Regions from separate parts of the Zea mays genome. Here region 2 is linked to region 1. Evidence: chromatin contacts called from public Hi-C data. All regions are on one chromosome and are shown on one strand. The core of a region is the stretch at or near the end of the contact, and the rest is flanking DNA. Distances in the headings are between cores, read along the strand shown. Region 1 holds the start of LOC100272550 (arginine/serine-rich splicing factor SCL28 transcript II). Region 2 holds the start of LOC100272934 (putative protein kinase superfamily protein).

What was found. A called contact is a pair of places that touch in the nucleus more often than the background predicts.
Region 2: a Hi-C map of bundle sheath shows a contact between it and region 1, with 2.2 times the contacts expected there. The contact joins the promoter of LOC100272934 here to the promoter of LOC100272550 in region 1. A contact is called at or near these places in 5 of 25 Hi-C or Micro-C datasets (bundle sheath, ear, leaf and 2 more).

What each region holds. Positions count from the first base shown.
Region 1 is chr1:63,176,033-63,182,435 of Zm-B73-REFERENCE-NAM-5.0, forward strand. It overlaps LOC100272550 (arginine/serine-rich splicing factor SCL28 transcript II), which reads left to right and starts at 3,715. Exons shown (of 8, transcript NR_159074.1): 1 at 3,715-4,005; 2 at 5,044-5,121; 3 at 6,248-6,403. LOC100280902 reads right to left here and starts at 3,570. Exons shown (of 1, transcript NM_001153822.2): 1 at 1,532-3,570. The coding sequence starts at 3,512. The coding sequence ends at 1,872. LOC100281158 reads right to left here and starts at 287. Exons shown (of 18, transcript NM_001367608.1): 1 at 1-287. The coding sequence starts at 179.
Region 2 is chr1:63,498,822-63,505,224 of Zm-B73-REFERENCE-NAM-5.0, forward strand. It overlaps LOC100272934 (putative protein kinase superfamily protein), which reads left to right and starts at 3,477. Exons shown (of 11, transcript NM_001147386.1): 1 at 3,477-4,029. The coding sequence starts at 3,517.

The DNA of each region.
Region 1 (6,403 bases), core at 2,465-4,964:
GACGCCCCCTCCGCCTCCGGGCTGTCCCGGATCTTAGACCCCTGGTCGTCCTCCTCCTTGCGGCCGCCGTGGCAGTGGCGGAGAAGCGGCTCCGTCGTGGTGGTGGCGGTCCCGCCGCCGCCACCTGCCCCGACCACCAACCTGGCCTCCACATCGTCCGCGACTCGCATTATACCCATTGTTCTTCTTGTTCCCACGATGCAGATGGATGGATCGGGAGCTCGGGACAGAGACAGACGCAGTGGACAGTGGTCTCCGGCCTGGGCTGGGCTCTGAGCCTCTGACTCTGAGCCTCTAACGATGAGTGGACGGGGCAGTGCGATACGTATTTATACACAACACGCCCGGCGCGGGGGCCACATGAGAGTCGGTGCGAAAGAGAAGCGAAAATATCTCCGGCACCGAAAATGGCCAGGAGAGCGCCGTTTTGTCTCATCTCATCTGGTCACGCGACGCGATAACAAGTTTGGGAGACGAACGGCAAGGATCCTCCTGGCTTAATTATGTGTGTGTATGAACATATAATGCTAACTAATTAATCTGCATGGTTGGTGACAGCTAGCCAATCGATCAAAGGCAGATCTCATCTGCACCATCAGATGTACTTGTATCGAATACAATCTGAGCCCCTCACCAGTCACCGCCGATAGGTAGATGATGACAGATAAGGAGCAAGGATCATCACATGCATGGCAAATTGGCAAGTGCAGTGATGGCCAGCAGTCAATAAGTCGAGGCGAGAGAATCCAGTCGTCCATGTTCTTGCTGAAAAGAATGCATGTTAGCTGCCACGGCAGGCCGACGTCGGATCTATTCTGTCTAGAGTACTACTCGCTCCATTCTATAATATAAACTACTTTAAATTTCTTAGAAGGTCAAAGTATCTCAGACTTGATCAGAATTATAGATTTAACCAAAATTTCCAAATCTCCACACGCACGCTTCCACAGTTCCGCGTCACTGTGACCACGAGCTGCTTGCTATTCCCGCTGCCTGGGCTGCCGACCTCACATTCCCCAGTTTCTCACGCAGGGATGACTTGAAGGTTGTTAGTTCAGTATGTATATGAACAATGTGGTATTGTGCTATGCTTAACAATGTGATGTCTGGTGTTTTGTGTGCTATGATAATGAACAATGTATAAGCTATGAACCACTCGGTTGGGCATCCGAGTGGAACAGATTCTGACGTGAGATATATAACAGTTAGGGCTAGTTTGACAACTTCATTTTTCTAAGAGATTCTCATTTTCTCAAAGAAAATGAATTAATTTTCCTTGAGAAAAAGAATAGAAATCCCTTGTAAAAAATGTGGTTGTCAAACTAGTCTTTAATGGTAAAAATATGAACGACAAAAATGCGTTGAGCAGCAAGGCTGTGATATTATTAGGACTAGTTTGGAAGCTCAAATTACCTCCGGGATTGCTCAAATTACCTCCGGGAGAGGTATTGGAAGCCGAAAACCGCCAGAAACCGGTGAGGCAAGTTTTCCATCCCATGAGTACTGGCAGTATGAAATGTCTCTCAAAGCATTACTCAAAGAGCCTTGGACATTATTCTCGAACTGAATGGTACAAGCTGACAACTATTTTGACTCTTCACCAAAAAAAAAATCTACACTGACCTATAGGAGCCACAGCACTTTGATAAGCTCCACCACAACTGCAAAAAATGCTAGAGTAAGAGCCGATTACAAGCCAGCAATAACATTAAAATTGTCTCATCTCCAAAATCTTCTGCTGGAAGGCATTTCAGCACTTGAAGACAGCACCCACAAAAAAAATGCCTTGATGAACGCATGTCTTGGGGGAGCCAAGGAAACATAACATCATTCGCAAGGCAATTGATTGCTACTGGTTGCTGACCAAAATATTATCCAGTTGGTGGGAGTAAAGATACATTGCTTGTGCACGGCTTCTCGGCAAGTACGGTGCAAGCAAATGTGCCTATTTCAAATCCAACCTTGAACATTATATTCAGGACCAGCAACACATCGTCCAATCGCCCAGAGGTGCTCAACGACTCCACCAAGTAATCAAATGTCTGTCTTTGGGGTCTTATGTTGTCCTTCAACATACCTGCCAACCATGCCATGCCCTCATCAGACAGATTGATCTTACAAAAGCCACTGATGATGTGATCGTTTGTCCACACCGGTGGCTCCAAGCCCTTGGTCCGCATCGACTTGATCAGGTCTACTGCAGCATGCACCTGTCCGTTCTCACACATGGCACATATAAGACGACCGAAGGTTGACGATGTTGGCTCCAAACCAGATGATAGCAACCACTCGTACATCCGCATCGCCAAGTCCAACTTCCCAGCTTTGAATAGGCCATTGATCAATGTGTCGTACGTGATCACATCATGCTTGATTCCCTTGATGGACATTTCCTCGAACACCTCAAGTGCGTCGTACACCCTCCCATGAACACAGAATCCTTTGATGAGAATGTTACAGCTAACAGTAGTCTGCTTGAACCCCTTCTCAAGCATTTCATCATATACCTTGCGGGCCTTGTCGAGATCACCAACTCTGCAATAGTAAGTGACAAGGGAGCAGTAGGCATACTCATTGGGGGCGATGCCCCTGCCCACCATCTCATCCCACATCTGCTGTGCAACTCCAATCAGCCGCATTTCGCATAACCCATGGATCACCGTGGTATATGTAACTCCGTCAATGTCATAGCCACGCTGCTTGATCTCTCTGAACACACGCAGGGCCTCTCCACCCATCCTCCGCCTGAAGAGCCCGTGTATGACCCGCTGGTAGATCACCTTGTCCGGGGTGCACCCGGTGGCAATCATGAGGTGCAGCGTGTCGGAGACCTTGCCGAAGTTGCCCTCGGCTGCGAAGGCGCCGATGAGGTCAGCAACTGCGTCGGCGGGCGGAGGGGACCCACGGCGCGCGGCGTCGCGGAGGAGGCCGAGGCCGTCGAGGGGGCGGCCCTCGGCGGCGTAGGCCCGGGCGAGGCAGCCGACGGTAGTGGCATTGCCGGGGAATTCTGGCGAGGAAGAGAAGGCGGAGAAGAAGCGGAAGACGAGGTCTGGGCGGGCCGCGCGGAGTGCGGAACAGGACGCGACATTGAAGGCACGGAGGGAAAGGTGGATGCGGAGGTAAGAGCTGAGGAGCTCGGCGACGTCTGCGGCGAGGTGCGGTGGGAGGCGGAGGAGGAACTTGTCGACCCCGGGCAGCGGAGGGGAGACGTTCACCGGGGCGGTGTCAGGGGCGGGGCCGGGGAGGTGTGGAGACAGAGCGCGTAGGAAGCGGAGCGATGGAGCCACGGCCGGAAGAAGGCAGGAGAGCGTGAGGCGAGCAAAGTCTGGATGGAGGAGGACGGCGCGGGGGACCAAGGAGAGGAGGCGGGGCTCGAGCCGCGGCGTGCGGAGGGCGGCGGCCGCGGCGAGGGCAGCAGCGTTTGAGATCGTGGACGAAGTCGGAGCGCCGGCGGGATCGGATGCCGTGGCGGAGCATAAGTGCCTGGCGAAACGGAGTCGAGGCGGGGGCATGGCGGTGCCGGCCGGGCGGCGGCGGCAGAGCTGACGCAAGAGGCGGGGTAGACTGTTGGAGGCGGTCTGAAGTCTGCGGTGCGCGCAAAGTTTGGTCGTGGGCCGTCGGCAAAAAGGCCCATGGGGCTTTCAATTTAGCGGGTGCTCCCATCTTTCGTTAGGATAAGAGGAACCCTAGTCCCTAGCAACGCCTACAGCGTCACGGAACACCGGCGAACCAAACCTCGGAGAAACCCTAGCAAGGCCGCTTGCCCCTCTCAGGCGCGACACAGCATCGGCGACTAGCGATGACAGGATATCGCAGCCGCAGTCCGAGCCGAAGCTACAGCCCACGGAGGCGGTACAGCCGGAGCCCTCCTAGGCGCAAGCGCTACGACGATCCACGCGACCGCTACCGCTGGGCCGGGGCCGGCGGAGGCGGGGACCGACGTGGTTACGGTCGGCCGTTGGCGCAGTCCGGTCTCCTCATCCGTAATATCTCCCTCACAGCCAGGTGAATTATCGCTGTACCCCATACATGTGGCTGCAGTTCTGTCTCGTATGACCTATGGATAACGGGCGTGGCGCCATCTGGTTTGGTCAATGTCAAGAGCCGTTAATTCTGTGATTTTTTTTGTCTGCTGCATGCAATTATATATTGTCGATTCGATTGTATGCTCAATCCTCTACCCATCTGATCGGCCTCTAATGTGTTATTTGATGGTTGTTAAATGCTATGCACAAAATAAAAGCAAACATTGAAGCTTGTTTTCAGCATTTGATATTTGCACGTAACTGTGTTTTAATTTTTCACATGGTGATTAATTGTTTGGTGGTTTGCACGCTAACAAATGTTTGATTGTAAAATGTGCTGCAACGGGATATTTAACAATTGATGTTTACTGGAAGATGTGTGCATGAATAACTGATGGAACTGCTTATCAGAATTTCTTATGAAAAAAGATAAGTTCATCTGTCATGGCAAACACATTGGGTTTTGAAGACATTCACTAAATGGGTTGATGGTGTGCATCCTTAGTCTTCTCAAAGCAGATTTGTATATCAATGTCATATATCCTTTATAGAGTGGATCGATCATGTTTAAGCCATTGTCTAGTCTTTGACAAACCTAGAGTCGGTCTGGGTTTCTATTCAATGTCTTGGTATGAGAGTTTGCCAATCACTTTAGATCATTATGAAAATATATGACTCGTTTGTTTAGGAAGTTGGTGGTCATGGTTATTTGTACTCAAGGAGCATTGGCTCTTTCACATCAAATAATCCAATCCTCTCATGTCAGATAAAAATTTGGATGTTTCTGCATCTTATTGCCACTGTATGACCCTTACGGTTTGATGGACTTTTTAACCTTGCAAACAGTTCCAGTCTATTTCAACTGCCAATAAAATGTTATAGTAAGTTGCTGCAAAGTAATCATTATGATATACCTATGTTATGTATTATTGTGATGCAGTCTGTTTTTGTGCCCTCGGATGGCTTTACAATGTAGTTAACTGATTTTGTTCTGTTATTGGATTTTCGTTGTCTGCAGGCCAGAAGATATTCGAGCTACATTTGAGCAATTCGGCCCTATCAAGGATGTTTACCTGCCAAGGAATTTCCACACGAGGTAATAATTGCTTTCTAAAGTTTTTTTTTGCCTTATGTCAAACTTCAGTTCAACCTCATGCCAACCCTGCCTTAGACTGCTTTCAACGGTTCCCGCCGACCTCCCCTACCCCTGTAGCCGTTTAGGCCAGGGGGTTCAAATCCCTACAACGGTGCCCCCTTTGAACTCCTCTACACGCTACAGTTTAAGTGGAGGCTACAGGAAACAAACAGATGTGGGGGGTGCGGCAGTGAGCCCCCTGCCCTCGGTTTACGTGTGCGGCAGTGTTTTTTAGTTGGGAAAAAATGATAATAGATGGTGAATAGGTATGAAAAATGATATTTTATGATTATAGTGGGGTATAGGGGAAGGATTTAGGGGGAACCGCTGTACAGGGTGGAGATATAGGGGGAAAGAGAACGCTGACGTGGCACGTGAGTGGGATATAGGGGGAGAAATTTAGGGGGAACCGCTGAACACAGTCTTAAGTAAGTGGTGTTTGGATTATGTGCAAGTCAACAATTTCAACTTTGATTAGATGTTACTTTTTATGAATTGCTTTATATTTCTTGGGTTTGAATATTAAAAAATGATATCGGTAGATTTGTCTTGAAGTAGTCACATAAAAATATACTTAGTATAATTTACAAGCATTGAAATGTGTTTTGGGTATTATGTTGTTGTCCAAACGACACTTATTTATGTCCGGAGGGAGTATGTGCATAGCTGGCAAACAAAGTTTTTTGAACACTGAAAAAGCGCTTAGATGAATTAAGTTGCACACCAATAATAAGGAGACCGATACACTGTTGCTTGAGTGGTCATTCCGGTGTTCATTCCAAGACATTATATTTGTTTCATCCATTTGGACATATGTGATAATGTGATAGAAATGTCAAATGGCCTGGAATTATCTCATTAAAAATTATGGTTCTTTTGGCAATAAAAAGAATCATGTTTAATATGAGGGCAAACTTTTGTTTTATCTATTCCCTGTTTTTGATAAATAGTTTCTAAGTGTATTTACCGGTTCTTTATTAAATTTGGATTGGAATGAACAGCCAGCTGTTGGAACATGGAGTATATTTGTTGAATTACAATGATTTTTTCCCTTCTTAATCCTTGGTTGAATTGGTCAATTTTACAGGGAACTTCGTGGTTTTGGATTTGTCAAATTCCGCTACCCTGAGGATGCTGCAGTTGCCAAGCGTGAGATGCATCATCAAGTCATTGGTGGGCGAGAAATTTCAATAGTTTATGCTGAGGAGAATCGAAAAACGCCACAAGAAATGCGCATGAGAAC
Region 2 (6,403 bases), core at 2,227-4,726, 320 kb after region 1:
TCTCTAGCTGGGTGCTGATTGGCTATGGTGTGCACCTATTTCTGGTTGCGATTGTTCCTGCTGGAGTCTGACTGCGCCGGCCGGATCCAAGTTCTGCTGGACTGCAGAGGGTCCTTGGGCTGGTGATGTTTCTTTCTGCTTCTGCAGGTGGTTGTTTTTGATGCGCAAGGCTCGCAGCTTTAGCTGGTCTTCGGCCGAGATGCCTATGACTTCTCCATCCTCTATGGTGTCTTCGCCCTCTGGGGGAACGAAGCCTGGTGATGGTGCTTGTGGTGCACCCTCGGAACTGCAAGTGTGCACAGTGCTGTCGGGGGTGGGGTTATCCTAGCTTTGTCTCTTGCTGTTGACAGCGTTATCTTCGAAGGCCTCTTGGGGGCGGTGTCCACGAGGGCCTTGCCTTTCTTCTCCGCCAGGAGTGCTGCCTTCGTCGCGTCGTCGATGGACGCGACAGCCTTTGAGGTTGTTCTCTTGGGGGGCATCGCGGGTTGTTTTTTCGTCGCACGAACGCTGGGCGCCAAATGTTGGGACCTGCCCCTTTGGACAGGTAGATCCAACAGGAAATGGGGGGAAAGAGTTTGTAATTCTAACACGGGGTGTCAAAGCCACAATAATCTCTCTCTGCGCTTTGGCACAGTACGGGGGTATTTATAGGTACTCGAGGGATTTCCTATCCCTGTCAAAGACATTTAGACCCTCTATTACCTAGTTTATCCCAGAATATTTCCACAGGGGAGGTTACAGTGAGTCATTACGATATACTTTATTACAGACACGACCCAACCCACACATGCTCACGCGGGGCCCTGCTTCATGGGCCGAATTGTACATGGGCATCTCTCTGCACTGAGGGAGTAGGAGGTCATGTGGTCTTCGGCAGGGCCTTCGTCTCGTCTCGCCGGAGCGAAGGGGGTCGAACAGGCCTCCGTCTGGGCAGCGCCCTTGGCCTGTCCGGCGGGTCCTGCGGATGCGGTCTTCGTCCGCGCAGCGTGAAGTAGAAGTCGTCGAGCGAAGGTTGGTGTGTTCGCCTTCGCCCCAACAGCTTATATTATGTGACCTTTACTTTCATGAGATTAGCGTAGACTATTTGGTAGGATCATCTTGGGTTGGTTAAGGTAGAACACACTAGAAAAGTTCAAGGTACATATCATGCTTGTTAATTTACAATTTTTCTTGTGTAGATCAAGTTAAGATGGGTTTAAGTTTTAAACTGACCCAATTCACCCCTCCCTCTTGGGCTCATGTATCCCTACAATAAGCCAACACTGGATTCACTAAGTCATCTTTGTTGGTTGATAACACTTAGATCATGTCATTGTCGGTTCACATTTTGATTTGATAGTGATACCATAGTTATGTCGATTTCAAACTTACTAGCATGAATGGCGCCTTAGAATGAGTGCTTTAGTCATCTTTAGAATATTTTTATAACATGGATTATAAGAGTCCTCATTAGGCCCCAAACTTTCAACCTTAAACCCTAGATCCATGCTAGAAACGCTTGACGATTGCAGTTTAGCTCTACAATATTACATAACGTTGTGAATGTTGCACAAGATGATAACTACACAAATTTATTGAATAAAACAAGGTAAGTGTTAAAAAGACTAAGTATTCCCGAAAACTTGTTTTGAGAATGTGTGATCCTAAGTCCAAGCATACACCACTCATTAATCAATGATTTTCTATTCCCTTGTCCTATACACATTCATCCTACTCTTTAATGCACCATCTCGCGTTACGTGCTTCTCCACCTTGTACGTAGATTTGTTTTTAATCTATTCCTATCCAATTTTGTCTCTATCCACTTTAGATTTATTTTTACTCTATCTTTATCTATCTACCTTAAAGAGATTATTGTGCACATCCACTCGCCCTTCCACACATAATGCACTCGTCGCCTCCCTTTCGCCTAGTCCTTCTTCCGACCGACCTCCATCGTCGTGCCCTCCTCTCCATCCGACAATGCCGTTGGGGCCACATAATTGCTCTTCATCTACTCACTCGACTACGCCAGGATGTGCCTCACCAGCGACTATAGGGCGATGGCTAAGGGCGGCGAGAGGCAGTTCACTGGCCTCGTCGACGTCTATCGGAAGACGTTCCGGTTCGACGGTGTCGCCGGCGTACATGTGAGTGCTCCCTGTTTTTTCATTGCAATCATGTGACTCGTTACCTTTGGTGGGTGATTCCATTTACAAGTGCGTGTTCAACGTAGGTATAGGCATCTGATGTAGGATGCGTTGTTGTCGCTGCTCCTGCATGCAAAGAAGGACAACAAGGTGGAGTCGAAGCAGAGCAAGGGAAATGTGCAAGCACAAGCTGCTTGATCTCAGGAGCTACTTCGATTGCCTCTTCTACGTCCATGACAAGAAGTGAAGAAACTATCTTAAGGTAAAGGTTATTTGATTGCCTACATGCCTGTGTTTATGTTGCAGCGCAGCTGCTCTTTAACCAATATTGAAAACATAAAATAGTTTTTGGGAACAATGTAATGTTATGCAATCCTAATAAAAGCTAGATTGATTTTACCGTTTGCACACATATTGATTTTAGATTATATGAGTGAGTTTTTTTAAGGTCGATGATAATATATGTTGTCCGTTTGTATTAAATTGTGTACAAACATTTTAGCATGCGTATTATAATAGTTTATAACAAAAACAATAGTTTAGTACATTGAGGTACTCCTAGCTGTGGTTCTCGTGGCCACCTACACGACAGTCTGCCAATTGCCGGCACAGAATATATAACTCCTACAAAATCTCGACAAATTTTAATGAAAACCACGGATGGGATATTTAATTGCATTTTTAATTAACCTTGGGAGAGAACGCGATGTGGCAACAGAAACTGTCAAACACCACGACCAGTGTCATAGCGCAGTATCCCTCTGTACTTGCTGAAACCGTACAACCGGCCGGCGTCTTCATGAAAAAACCTTCAAGACGAAAAGGAGAGGAAAAAGATACGGACCGAGAAGGAGAGCGCAACGGAAAGCAACCCAAGGTCTCTCCTTTTCCGCCACACAGGACTCACGCGCTCTTCAATCGCTCGCTCCGTTTCTACCTCCTCTCGCCTTCCTTCCTTCCTTCGATCCCGCTTTGTTTGTCGTCATCGCCCGCCCCCGAAGCTCCGACCTTTCCCCCACTTTCCCTTGGCGTCTACGGCCTTGTCCGGTGTAGAAAACAACGGGTTTCGTTTGTGTTGTTTTGCTGCGGTTTTTGTCCGCTCCTGGGAGTTCAATCCCTGCTCCATCTCTTAAGAGCACTCCTCCCCTCCCACTCAGTGTGCTTTGCTGTTCACTTTGGATTCCGCGGCTTTGTTTCGGGTTCTTGATTAGGAAGGTTCGGTTCCTGGTTTGGGAAGGTCCCCCTTCCGAGGCGAGGAATTTGGTGCGGGTTGATGCGTCTTGCCAGGAATCCGCGATGCAATGATAGGTTGTTGAAGCCGAGGTGAATCTTTGACCTGCAGAATTTCCTAGCTGAAGTCCCACCGCTTCTCGATCAGCCGGGCGCCATGGGCCTCTGCCTGGGCAAGTCGGCAGCGGTCCAGGAGCCGGCGGTGGCGGAAGACAACAGCGTAGCCGATGGCGCGGCGGCGGGCTGCGGCGATGGGCCGCCCGTGAAGGCGCCTCGGACGCCCAAGCAGCCCAAGTTCTCCTTCTACCTGCCGAGCCCGCTCCAGCCCTCCAGCTACAAGGGCTCGCCGGCCAACTCCAGCGCCGCGTCCACGCCGGCGCGCGGCGGGTTCAAGCGCCCATTCCCGCCGCCGTCGCCTGCCAAGCACATCCGTGCGCTGCTGGCGCGGCGCCACGGCTCGGTCAAGCCTAACGAGGCGTCCATCCCCGAAGGCGGCGAGCTGGACCTGGGGCTGGACAAGAGCTTCGGCTACTCCAGGCACTTCGCGGCCAAGTACGACCTTGGCCGGGAGGTGGGGCGCGGCCACTTTGGCTTCACCTGCGCTGCCAAGTGCAAGAAGGGCGAGCTCAAGGGGGAGGACGTCGCCGTCAAGGTCCTTCCCAAGGCCAAGGTGCGAGCATATCCTCTCTCCCTGCTTAGTTTTGTGCTGGATTGGATCTTCCTGTTTCCATGGCTTCTTGCATTCTTTAATAGATCAGCTCGAGTAATGCTACCCTGCGCATTCTGTCCTAAAATCTGATTCTTTGTAGATTCACATGAGTCCACCTTGTGCTTCTTTGGTTATATACTTTCACTTGATATATGCTTGGGACTTCTTAAAACCTTTTAGGTTCATATTGCAGTACTCGGAGAAAGATAGGGATCATGTAGTGGGTGTATACTGTGGCACCCCACACTAAAATTATCAGACTGTTCGGTGCAAATATGTTGCTACTTGCTTGACTGGGATTAAAATCTCCGGTTGAAGAGTATGAATTTGATTTCTTGAGTTACTGGGGCAGTTCCTGGTTATTAGTTGGGACAGGGACCATGATGTGGCCAGCAAAGCTTGCTTGCTTATTCAAAACCTTTATTCAAAAGTTCTGTAAGTGCCCCCCCCTCTGGTTGGATGTAGAGAACTTGCTCATTAAATTGATGCCATGTGATCATAATGGTATCGTTGGCTATCTGATTCTCCTTTCCCACTTGGTGATGTGATCTTATTTTAAAAACATCATGGTTGTTAGATTTCTGAGTCAAAGGTAGCAAGGTGTACGGTTGCTATGCAAGTCCAGTCTGGTCACGCGCTGATTTTCATCTCTGTTGAAATATTCACATTTGACCCATTGTAGGACCTTTCAGTTCTGTTGCTGGAGCCCCCCTTTTTTTACTAAATACTTCTCTAGAGGTTTGAGGCTCTTAGTCTTATCCTCTATACATACATTATCAATTTCAATTCATCATCATAGTAACCCTGCGCATGCAATTGGCAACTCCAATCAGGTAAGTCGATGGCAATTGGGGCCACTTTAGTGGTATTAATTTTACTAATTGGGGACATTAATGCTGACATAGTGATTATATGGTCATGTTTAATGTGTTACTAGTATTAATTGCTGGACGAAGAGAACACAAAACAAACAGGAGCATTAGTTGCAGTTTATTGGATGTCCAGAATCAAATGGGGTGATATTAGTTAGCGTATTGAAGGCTGGGCTGGTCAACAGTTGACGGATACTATTACTTTTCAATTCATTATGTTATTCATCAAGATCAAAGTAATGTAGGTTTCCTGAATTTAATACAGGGAAGTAAAATCTCCAAATTGATATACATGTAAAGAAAAGGCAAAATCAAGAAGACATAAAGTATAACTACAGTAGTACTATATTTGGGTACTTATGTTTTTGGTGCATTTTTCTCGATCACTAGTTTATAATGGGTATTGCTAGCATGGAGCCGAGCGTCTTATATTCTTATTTTTTGTGGACCTGTTTTTTTATTTGTGTTTTTTTACCAGGATGATTTGCCTTTATTGTTTTCTGATCATATAGTTTTAACCAGGAATGTTGTTGGTTGTTCAACAACAATCATTACTTGTGCTTGGAGGTCACTTGATTTTTCAAAAAAACACTAGGTGCTACGAAGGCGGTATGCCTCCGCCTAGTGCCTAGGCAATGTAGGCATTGCCTCGGCGTTGCTAGGTGTTTGTACTTTCAATGGATGGTTAGAGTAATGCCATGCTAAATGAAGGAAATTTTGCATACCATACCCAAAAAGATGTTATCATGCATCCATGAGTGCTATGCTAACTACAGTTCTTCTTTCTCCATCTCTAATCTGCCCATTTTCACGCATATACCAAGCCCAAAACACTTCTAGTTAGAAAAAAAAGGCTAGACAAAAAACCCAGGTGTCTGTGTGCCTTAGAGTCGTCAGGTTGCTGGCTGCTGTTGCTGGTTTTTCCTAACCGGCTCTCTGTAGTCCAACCTTGTGGGTAGTGTGTGTGTCTGTGTGCCTTAGCCTTTGGCTGGGCGTATGTAATTTCTTTCTTTTCGTCCTCCTTTTATTGAAATGATATGCAGCTCTCCTGCGTATTAAAAAAAACCCAGGTGCTAGGCAAGGTGGTGCACCACCACTTAGCGCCTAGGCAAATCGCCTTTTTAAACAAAGGCTGCTAGTTGTATCTTTTAGTTGTGTATGGATTGTTTCCTTTATGCTTGTTTCTGGCCTCCATAAGGAGGTCCTGTATTCGGGTCCTTTCCGACCCTTTTTTCTTCTTACTTAATAAAATGAGGCGCAGTTCTCCTGCGTTTTTCGAGAAAAAAAACAAAGGCTGCTAGTGTTCCTACCTCTTGGGCAAGATGATAAATACAATAATATAAAACATACTTGCAGACTTTTTGTTTGTACCTAATTGATTTAATATGTTTTATGCATTGGTCTTGTAACTTTCAGGCACAATTTAGATTTTGTGTAAGTAGAGCTTAGAAAGTGTTGATTTT